2 separate regions of the Pan troglodytes genome follow, and region 1 is linked to region 2. Evidence: chromatin contacts called from public Hi-C data. All regions are on one chromosome and are shown on one strand. Each heading gives the region's core, a stretch centred on a gene start, on an enhancer-like site or on the middle of the called end of the contact. The rest is flanking DNA. Distances are from core to core; before and after follow the strand shown. Region 1 holds the start of GRIN2A (glutamate ionotropic receptor NMDA type subunit 2A). Region 2 overlaps GRIN2A (glutamate ionotropic receptor NMDA type subunit 2A).

Region 1 (4,051 bases), core at 1,540-4,039, 140 kb before region 2:
GGTGTGGAGGGCGCCGCTACCTTCCTTCTCCTCTTCCTCGGAGGCGACCGCAGCAGAAAGACGCCCCGGGAACCCGGCTTTGCCAGTGCTGTGAACCAGGGTGTCCAGGCGCTCACCGGACTCCCGCTGGGAAGTGGGAAGCCGAACGCCCGGCGCGGAGCTGGCCCAGCAGCGAAGGGCCCGGAGGGAGCTGCCTTTCCCCGCCCGCGCCTCTCTCGGCCGGGGACCGCGGGGATCCCCGGCCACACGCGAGCGCGCTCCTGCACTCACACACACACTCGCCCTCAAACACACCAGCCCGGAGCTGGGTTGCGGAGAGGGTGCTCCGGCGCGCTCAGAGGACCGGGCAGTTGCCGTCCGGAGTGGGGCAGGAAGCGGAGCTAGGGATCTTGGAGGGGAGCTCCTAGGGCTTGGCCGGATCATGGGACCGGGTGAGCGCTGAGAATCGCGGCCGCAGCCATCAGCCCTGGAGATGACCAGGAGCGGCCACTGCTGAGAACTATGTGGAGAGAGGCTGCGGTGAGTGCTAGCGCGGGACGCCGGGCCTGGGAGGCACACTTGGGAAGGGGGAGGTGGGAGGCCTGAAGAGGGAGGAAGCGGCAGGATCACAAGAGGGTCTCTGCGTGGGAAAGATCCACCTCCCTCGGGGAACCGGGACCGCGGGAGCCCGCGTCCTTCCCTCCCCCTCTCCTACTGCTGGCTCGTCACAAACTCAGCCAGCGCCCCCCCCACCCTCGTTACCTCCTCTTTCTCTCCCTACCTCCCTCGCTCAGCAGCTCCCGGTCGCACAACTCCCAGCAGCCGGCGCTGGGGAGGTGGTAGGGGGTGCGGGTGGAGGTGCCCAGTTAGCTTCTCGTGGGTGGCCAACCTGGGGCTCCCATTCTCCTGTGCACCCTGGAGTGGAGCTCCCGCTATCAGCCACAGGGGCTGAGGATCCGCACTGGGGGCGTCGTGGGCATCGGGCTTCAGCTTCCCCCCTCTTGTCTAGCCCCCCTGGGCGCGTAGGGGGGCTTGTGAGCACTGCAGACTGCAGCCTTCCCCTCAACCCTCCCTCCCCTCGTTGGTGGGCTGACCCTGCCTCTCCTTCTCTCCTCCGCCCCGTTAGAGCCCTGCTGCAGAGCCTCCGGCTGGGATAGCCGCCCCCCGTGGGGGCGATGCGGACAGCGCGGGACAGCCAGGGGAGCGCGCGGGGGCCGCAGCATGCGGGAACCCGCTAAACCCGGTGGCTGCTGAGGCGGCCGAGATGCTCGTGCGCGCAGCGCGCCCCACTGCATCCTCGACCTTCTTGGGCTACAGGTACGTCCCAGAGGGAGATCAGGGCTCCTTGGGCCGGGGAGGAGGGAGACTCGACCGGAGGGAGAGCGGGAGAGGGATCAGGCTAGAGAGGGAGAGGGAAAGCGGGAGGGAGCCCAGCGGCGAAGTGCAGGAGGGGCACCAGGGGGCGCTGCGGCTCCGCGCTCCGCGGCGCTTACCCAGGAACGTCGAGGCCTCTTGGAGTTCGCCTCAACTTCCCCCGGCTCCAGCAGCGTCCGTCCCGAGAGGCGCGCGTCAGGGCACGCGTGCACGACCGTGCTGGTATTTGCAGGTACGCAGGGCTGTGCACCTGCCGCCGTTCATGCGTGTGCACCACCTGAGGACATGTGAGGACTCCGGCTGGCCGTGGGCACCGCTACAGCAGTCTGAGGAAGTGCGCAGAAAAGCGCGCGTGCCTATGAGCGTGTGCGGCCCACTGCCCACGTGCACCTAGGACTTGGCAACAGCGCCCGCAGTAGAAAGGCTAGGGAGGGGCTGTACAGTCCACGTCCGTCTGGGAGCTTCTTGGGAGCCTACCTTTCCCCCTACGCACGTTCTTTGCCAGCTCCTACGCGCTGGCCCGCGGGGGGACGCGCCTACTCTCCAGAATTCAGCATTGCACACGGCGCGCGTGAGAGAGGGTGTGTGTGTGAACATGTGTGTGTGCGTGTGTGTGTGTGCACGTGTGTGTGCACGCGCGCGTGTAGGGGTGGGTCCTGGGCCCACTTGCTGTTGAGTGAAGGACTCTGCACGGCCCCTTGGCTCGAGGTGGGGCGAGCCCCAAGTTCCCCAGGCACAGCGGAGCCTGGGCCCACCAGGCAGCGTCCTCACTCCCAAGCACTTGGGGTGTACTCTGCCTGAGAGGAGCCGGGTCTGTAGTTGGGGCTGGGCGTAGAGCAAAGTGTGTGGTGCACACGACGGGCTCGCAGGGGGCGGGGTCAGCCAACTAGCTGAGCTCTCAAGCTGGGACGCGGGGTCTGGGTGCCGCCTCCGCACGCCCTGCGGGGTCTGTAGTTCGCTCCGCGCCAGCAGGGGGCGGGGTTGATAACTTGGTCCTCTCTATCCCAGGTGGGAGGGGTTGGATGGAGGGTTTATTCTGTGCACCTAGGAGCTTGGTGGGGTACAGAACACGCGCGGCGCTTAGGGTCTGTGGCCCGCGGCGAACTTGGGGAATGCGGTGGGGGATATGGACAGAGTTGGGGATGGGGAAGTGCCTGGAGACAGGGGATGAGGAAGCTGGATGCGAGAACGGGCTGGGGTATGGAGAATTAGCTCGAATTGGAGTTGTGGATAGAGTTAGAGATGGATCGAGGGATGTGGATGGCGTCGGGGACTGGGAATGGAGTCCGTGATCCCAGCAGCCTATCCTGCTGCTAAGTTCCATGCCTGGCTCCTAGAGCAGGAGGCCAAGTTGGTAATCCCTTTCTTCTGGTCGCCTTGCTCACCGCGGCCCTGCCTCTCACTCTTCACCTTGCAGGGACCGTCAGTGGCGACTATGGGCAGAGTGGGCTATTGGACCCTGCTGGTGCTGCCGGCCCTTCTGGTCTGGCGCGGTCCGGCGCCGAGCGCGGCGGCGGAGAAGGGTCCCCCCGCGCTAAATATTGCGGTGATGCTGGGTCACAGCCACGACGTGACAGAGCGCGAACTTCGAACACTGTGGGGCCCCGAGCAGGCGGCGGGGCTGCCCCTGGACGTGAACGTGGTAGCTCTGCTGATGAACCGCACCGACCCCAAGAGCCTCATCACGCACGTGTGCGACCTCATGTCCGGGGCACGCATCCACGGCCTCGTGTTTGGGGACGACACGGACCAGGAGGCCGTAGCCCAGATGCTGGATTTTATCTCCTCCCACACCTTCGTCCCCATCTTGGGCATTCATGGGGGCGCATCTATGATCATGGCTGACAAGGTAAGGCCGGAAACTGATGCCCTGCCAGGACCTGGGAAGCCACCAGCTGCATGGCAGCTGCTGCAGGTCTTCGGACGCCCCTAGAATCTGTCTTGATGTGAAGTGGGGGTGGGGGTGGGGGTGGGGGTGGGAGGGTCGTGGCCACTGGCCCTGGTGAGAACCAGGTCTTGCCTCTCCAACCCAGAAATGAATGGAAATGCCTTTTGCCTTGTTTCTGAAAATGGTGTACACCGGAGCACTTTGGTGTGTGTGTGCCAGGAAGCGCTCAGAAAACTGAGAAGTAGGCTGTGGGGTGGTGGTGGTGGCGGTGGTGGCATGTTTGGAGATTTACGAGTACCATGGGGCACAGAGGTGGGCCCAGGAGCACTGGAGACATATGCTTCCTATTTTCACAATGCCAGTTTTACCTGATTGTTTTGTGGGGAAATGTCCATTTTTTCCTCTTATGGTAAGTGACTAAAACTATTTCTAAAAATTATTAAATGTGGGTAGGTTCTGGAAGAAAATGCAAAGTTTTTAGGTAAAGCACAAAAGGGCAGAAAAAATGTCATGCTTCCTCTGACTCTGCAGTTAGAGGAACAGAGGTGGGGAGTTTGAGAAGCCCTGGGCCAGAGGAGCGGAGGAGAGACCCGTTCCTCAAGGGGAGTGGGTGGGAGTGGAGAGAATTAACTCCAAACCCAGAGCATGGAGGGCCTGGCATTTTCCTTATGTGTTCTTTGTCTGGGGCTCCAAGGCCCTCAGATGAAGGAGTTGGCTCCTGAACAAAGATGGGTCTTGGTACTAAAGTTGGAGAGTCTCAAAATGCAAGAAAGAGTGTACAAAAATCCGTTGGCTCTGAATGAGAGGGAG
Region 2 (3,644 bases), core at 41-2,540:
TGAGAAAACACGCTAGATGCAGCCAAACCTCTTTAAACCCTGGCACCAAGGAACAAGAGTGGGTCCCCCCTCTGCCTTTCTTTTCCACTCACTTTCTATCATCTAGTTGATCAACAGACATCAGTGGGGACATTGGGGGGTGGGAGGGGATGTCTGCTCCCTGCCGGGCGGGCACTGTGCTAGCGTCAGGGGCACAAAATAGAAGCAGACCTGGTTTCAGTCTGATGTGGGAAAGAGCTAAAGTAAACACGCAGTGAATTTGCTGCTGTTTGGGGGATGAGGGGGCCAGGGGGCTTCCTGGAGGAGGTGACACTGCCCTGATTTTTGAAGGACTAGTTGGAATTATCTAGGCCAGGGGACATTTGGCAATATCTAGGGTGGGTTTTTGTTTTTTTGTTTTGTTTTTTTTTTTGAGAAGGAGTCTCATTCTGTCGCCCAGGCTGGAGTGCAGTGGCGCGATCTCGGCTCACTGCAAGCTCCGCCTCCTGGGTTCACGCGATTGTCCTGCCTCAGCCACCCTAGTAGCTGGGACTACAGGCGCCTGCTGCCATGCCCGGGTAATTTTTTTTGTGTTTTTTATAGTAGAGACAGGGTTTCACCATGTTAGCCAGGATGGTCTCTATCTCCTGACCTCGTGATCCGCCCGCCTCGGCCTCCCAAAGTGCTGGGATTACAGGCGTGAGCCACCGCGCCCGGCCGGCAATATGTAGGTTTTTCTGTTGTCCAAACTGGGGATGAGGTGAAGTTGCTACTGGCATCTAGTAGGTAGAGGACAGGGATGCTTGTAAATAACCTACAGTGTGTGCAGGACAGCCCCCTCCAATGCAGAGTTATCCAGCCCCAAATGTTCGCAGTGCTGGGGTTGAGAAACACAGGTCTAGACAAGAGGAGGAAAAGTGCTGTGGTTTGAATGTTAGCGTCCTCCTAGAATCCATATGTTGAAATCTTGATCTCCAAAGTGATAGGCTGAGGTGGGGTGGAGCCTTTGGGAGGTGATTAAGTCATGAATGGGATTAGGGCAAGCCAGGCAAGGCAAAAATCTCTAGACCCTTCCACTGTGAGGACACAGTGAGAAGGCAGTGCCTGTAATCCAGGAAGCTGACCGTCACCAGACACCAAATATGCTGGCACCTTGATCTTGGACTTCCCAACCTCTGGAACTGAGAGAAATAAATGTCTGTTGTTTTTACGCGCAGTTTATGTGTTTTGTTACAGCAGCCTGAACAGACTAAGGCAGAAAAGCATTCCAGGGGATTATGATGTAGACTGGGAGGAGCTGCAGACAGCTGGGTTTGTCTGGAAGGACTGCTGGGTGTGGGAGAGGGCTTAGAAATGGGAGTAGAGCCAGGCACAATGATTCATGCCTGTAATCTCAACAATTTGGGAGGCTGAGACAAGAGGATTGCTTGAATCCAGGAGTTGGAGAGTAGCCTGGGCAACATAGCAAGACCCTGTCACTGTAATACAAAAATTAGCTGGGTGTGGTGGCATGTGCCTGTCTCAGATACTCAGGAGGCTGAGGTGGGAGGATCACCTCAGTCCAGGAGGTAGAGGCTGCAGTGAACTCTGATCACTCCACTGCACACCAGCCTGGGTGACAGTGCAAGACCCTGTCTCTAAAAAATAAAAACCAATAATAAAAGAAATAGGAGTAGAGAAGCTGTCAGATGGAGATGAATGAAGACCCTTGAATATCATGCTAAGGGGTTTAGACTTTATCTTAGGGAAGGGGAAACATTAAAGGGTTTTAAGCAGGTTTTAAGTAACTTAGTCCAATATACTTTTTAGAATGATCACTCTGGATAATGCGTGTCGGGTGCGGTGGAGGGTGGCAGGGCTGCACACGGCGGGGAGAGGCTTCAAATGCGGGCTGTTAGTGCATGCGAGCGGAGAAGTGATCACGATGTTTCCACAAAAGAACTTAGAATTGGTTTAGTTAATGCAGTGCAATGGAATGCAGTTATACAACAGGGTCGTTTTTATATTTCAAGAAGAAGAAAGCAATGGGAAGAAAAGCATTAGGGAGATAGAGTTTTGCATGGCTGCCGTGCCCTTTCATTTAAATGACTGACCAGGTCAGCATGTTGCATAAGGACACAGGCAAATTACTTCTGCTAACCGAGGCGGAACTCTCTGGTAGCCCAAATTCCAGTGCTCCATCCATCCAGGGAGGTGTCTATGAGATGACAGGTCATCAAGGCAAATAATGAGTTGTTTGTCTCCATGGCATGGATCCTCCTGGGATTGGAGGTGTCATCTGACAAGGCATCATGGGTTGTATCCCCCACCAAAACAAAATATATGTTGAAGTCCTAACCCTCAGTACCTCAGGATGTGACCTTATTTGGAGAGAGGGTCTTTACAGAGGTAATCAAGTTAAAAGGAGGTCATTAGTGTGAGCCCTAATCTGATAAGACTGGTGTCCTTATAAAGAGGGGAAAATTGGACACAGAAACAGACATGCAGAGAGGAGAGATGGTATGAAGCTGCATACAATCTTAAAAAAAATAATACTGGCCAGGCACAGTGGCTCACGCCTGTAGTCCCAGCATTTTGGGAGGCCAAGGCGGGCGGATCACAAGGTCAGGAGATCGAGACCATCCTGGCTAACACAGTGAAATGCCATCTCTACTAAAAATACAAAAAAAAAAAAAATTAGCCGGGCGTTGTGGCGGGTGCCTGTAGTCCCAGCTACTCCAGAGGATGAGGCAGGAGAATGGCGTTTGCAATGAGCCGAGATTGCGCCACTGCACTCCAGCCTGGGTGACAGAGTGAGAATCCATCTCAAAAAAAAAAAAAAAAAAAAGTAAGTACTAATATTTTTATTATGGCATAAATAGAATGCCATCTATGAGCCAAGGAATGCCTGAGGCTACCAGAAGCTGGAAGAAAGGCATGAAATAGATTGTCCTTCAGAGACTCCAGAGGGAACCACCGACACCTTGATCTTACACTTTTAGCCTCCAGAACTATGAGAGAAAAAAATTATATTGTTCAAGCCACCAAGTTTGCAATACTTTGCCACAGCAGTTCTAGAGAACTAATGCTAATACCAGTCACACAAAGTGATTGAAAAGGGGAGAAGTCCTGGTGAATTTCAGAAAAACCCCTGATCTCAGTTATGCAAGTGAGATCATCAGGGGAATCTGAATCAATCATGGTTTTTACCTGAAAGCAGTAGGCAGAAAGGAAATTAAATTCCATAGAAATCCATTAATCGTGCTGGGCATGGTGGCTCACGCCTGTAATCCCACCACTTTGGGAGGCCCAGGCAGGCGGATCACTTGAGGTCAGGAGTTCAAGACCAGCCTGGCCAACATGGTGAAACCCTGTCTCTGCTAAAAATACAAAAATTAGCCAGGCATGGTGGCAAGCAGCTGTAGTCCTAGCTACTGGGGAGGCTGAGGTATGAGAATCGCTTGAACCCAGGAGGCAGAGTTTGCAGTGAGCCAAGATCACACCACTGCACTCCAGCCTGGGTGACAGAGTGAGACCCTATCTCAAAAAAAAAAAAAAAAAAAAATTCGATCATCCAGCGCAGTGGTTCTCAAAGTGTGGTCCCTGGACCAGCAGCATCAGCATCACTTGGGAATGCAGATTCTTGTGTTTCCCCTGAGATCTCCTAGTTGGTGACTCCAGTGGGT

Evidence for each region. A called contact is a pair of places that touch in the nucleus more often than the background predicts.
Region 1: a Hi-C map of stem cell-derived neural progenitor cells shows a contact between it and region 2, with 2.8 times the contacts expected there. The contact joins the promoter of GRIN2A here to the enhancer-like site in region 2. A contact is called at or near these places in 1 of 7 Hi-C or Micro-C datasets (stem cell-derived neural progenitor cells) and 1 of 1 datasets of contacts at active chromatin or transcription factors (stem cell-derived excitatory neurons).

Annotation. Positions count from the first base shown.
Region 1 is chr18:12,806,454-12,810,504 of NHGRI_mPanTro3-v2.0_pri, reverse strand. It overlaps GRIN2A (glutamate ionotropic receptor NMDA type subunit 2A), which reads left to right and starts at 2,789. Exons shown (of 12, transcript NM_001034189.1): 1 at 2,789-3,202. The coding sequence starts at 2,789.
Region 2 is chr18:12,662,552-12,666,195 of NHGRI_mPanTro3-v2.0_pri, reverse strand. All of the region lies in intron 1 of GRIN2A (glutamate ionotropic receptor NMDA type subunit 2A), which reads left to right. It overlaps LOC107968785 (a long non-coding RNA gene), which reads right to left. Exons shown (of 3, transcript XR_008539734.1): 3 at 1,916-2,176. Among named protein-coding and RNA genes, the nearest start is that of GRIN2A, 140 kb to the left of the region's middle. Within about 2 kb of position 1,290, at least 1 of the 24 cell types and tissues checked has an H3K27ac peak or open chromatin away from gene starts, as enhancers often do. A contact at or near this core is called in stem cell-derived neural progenitor cells, where this site is marked.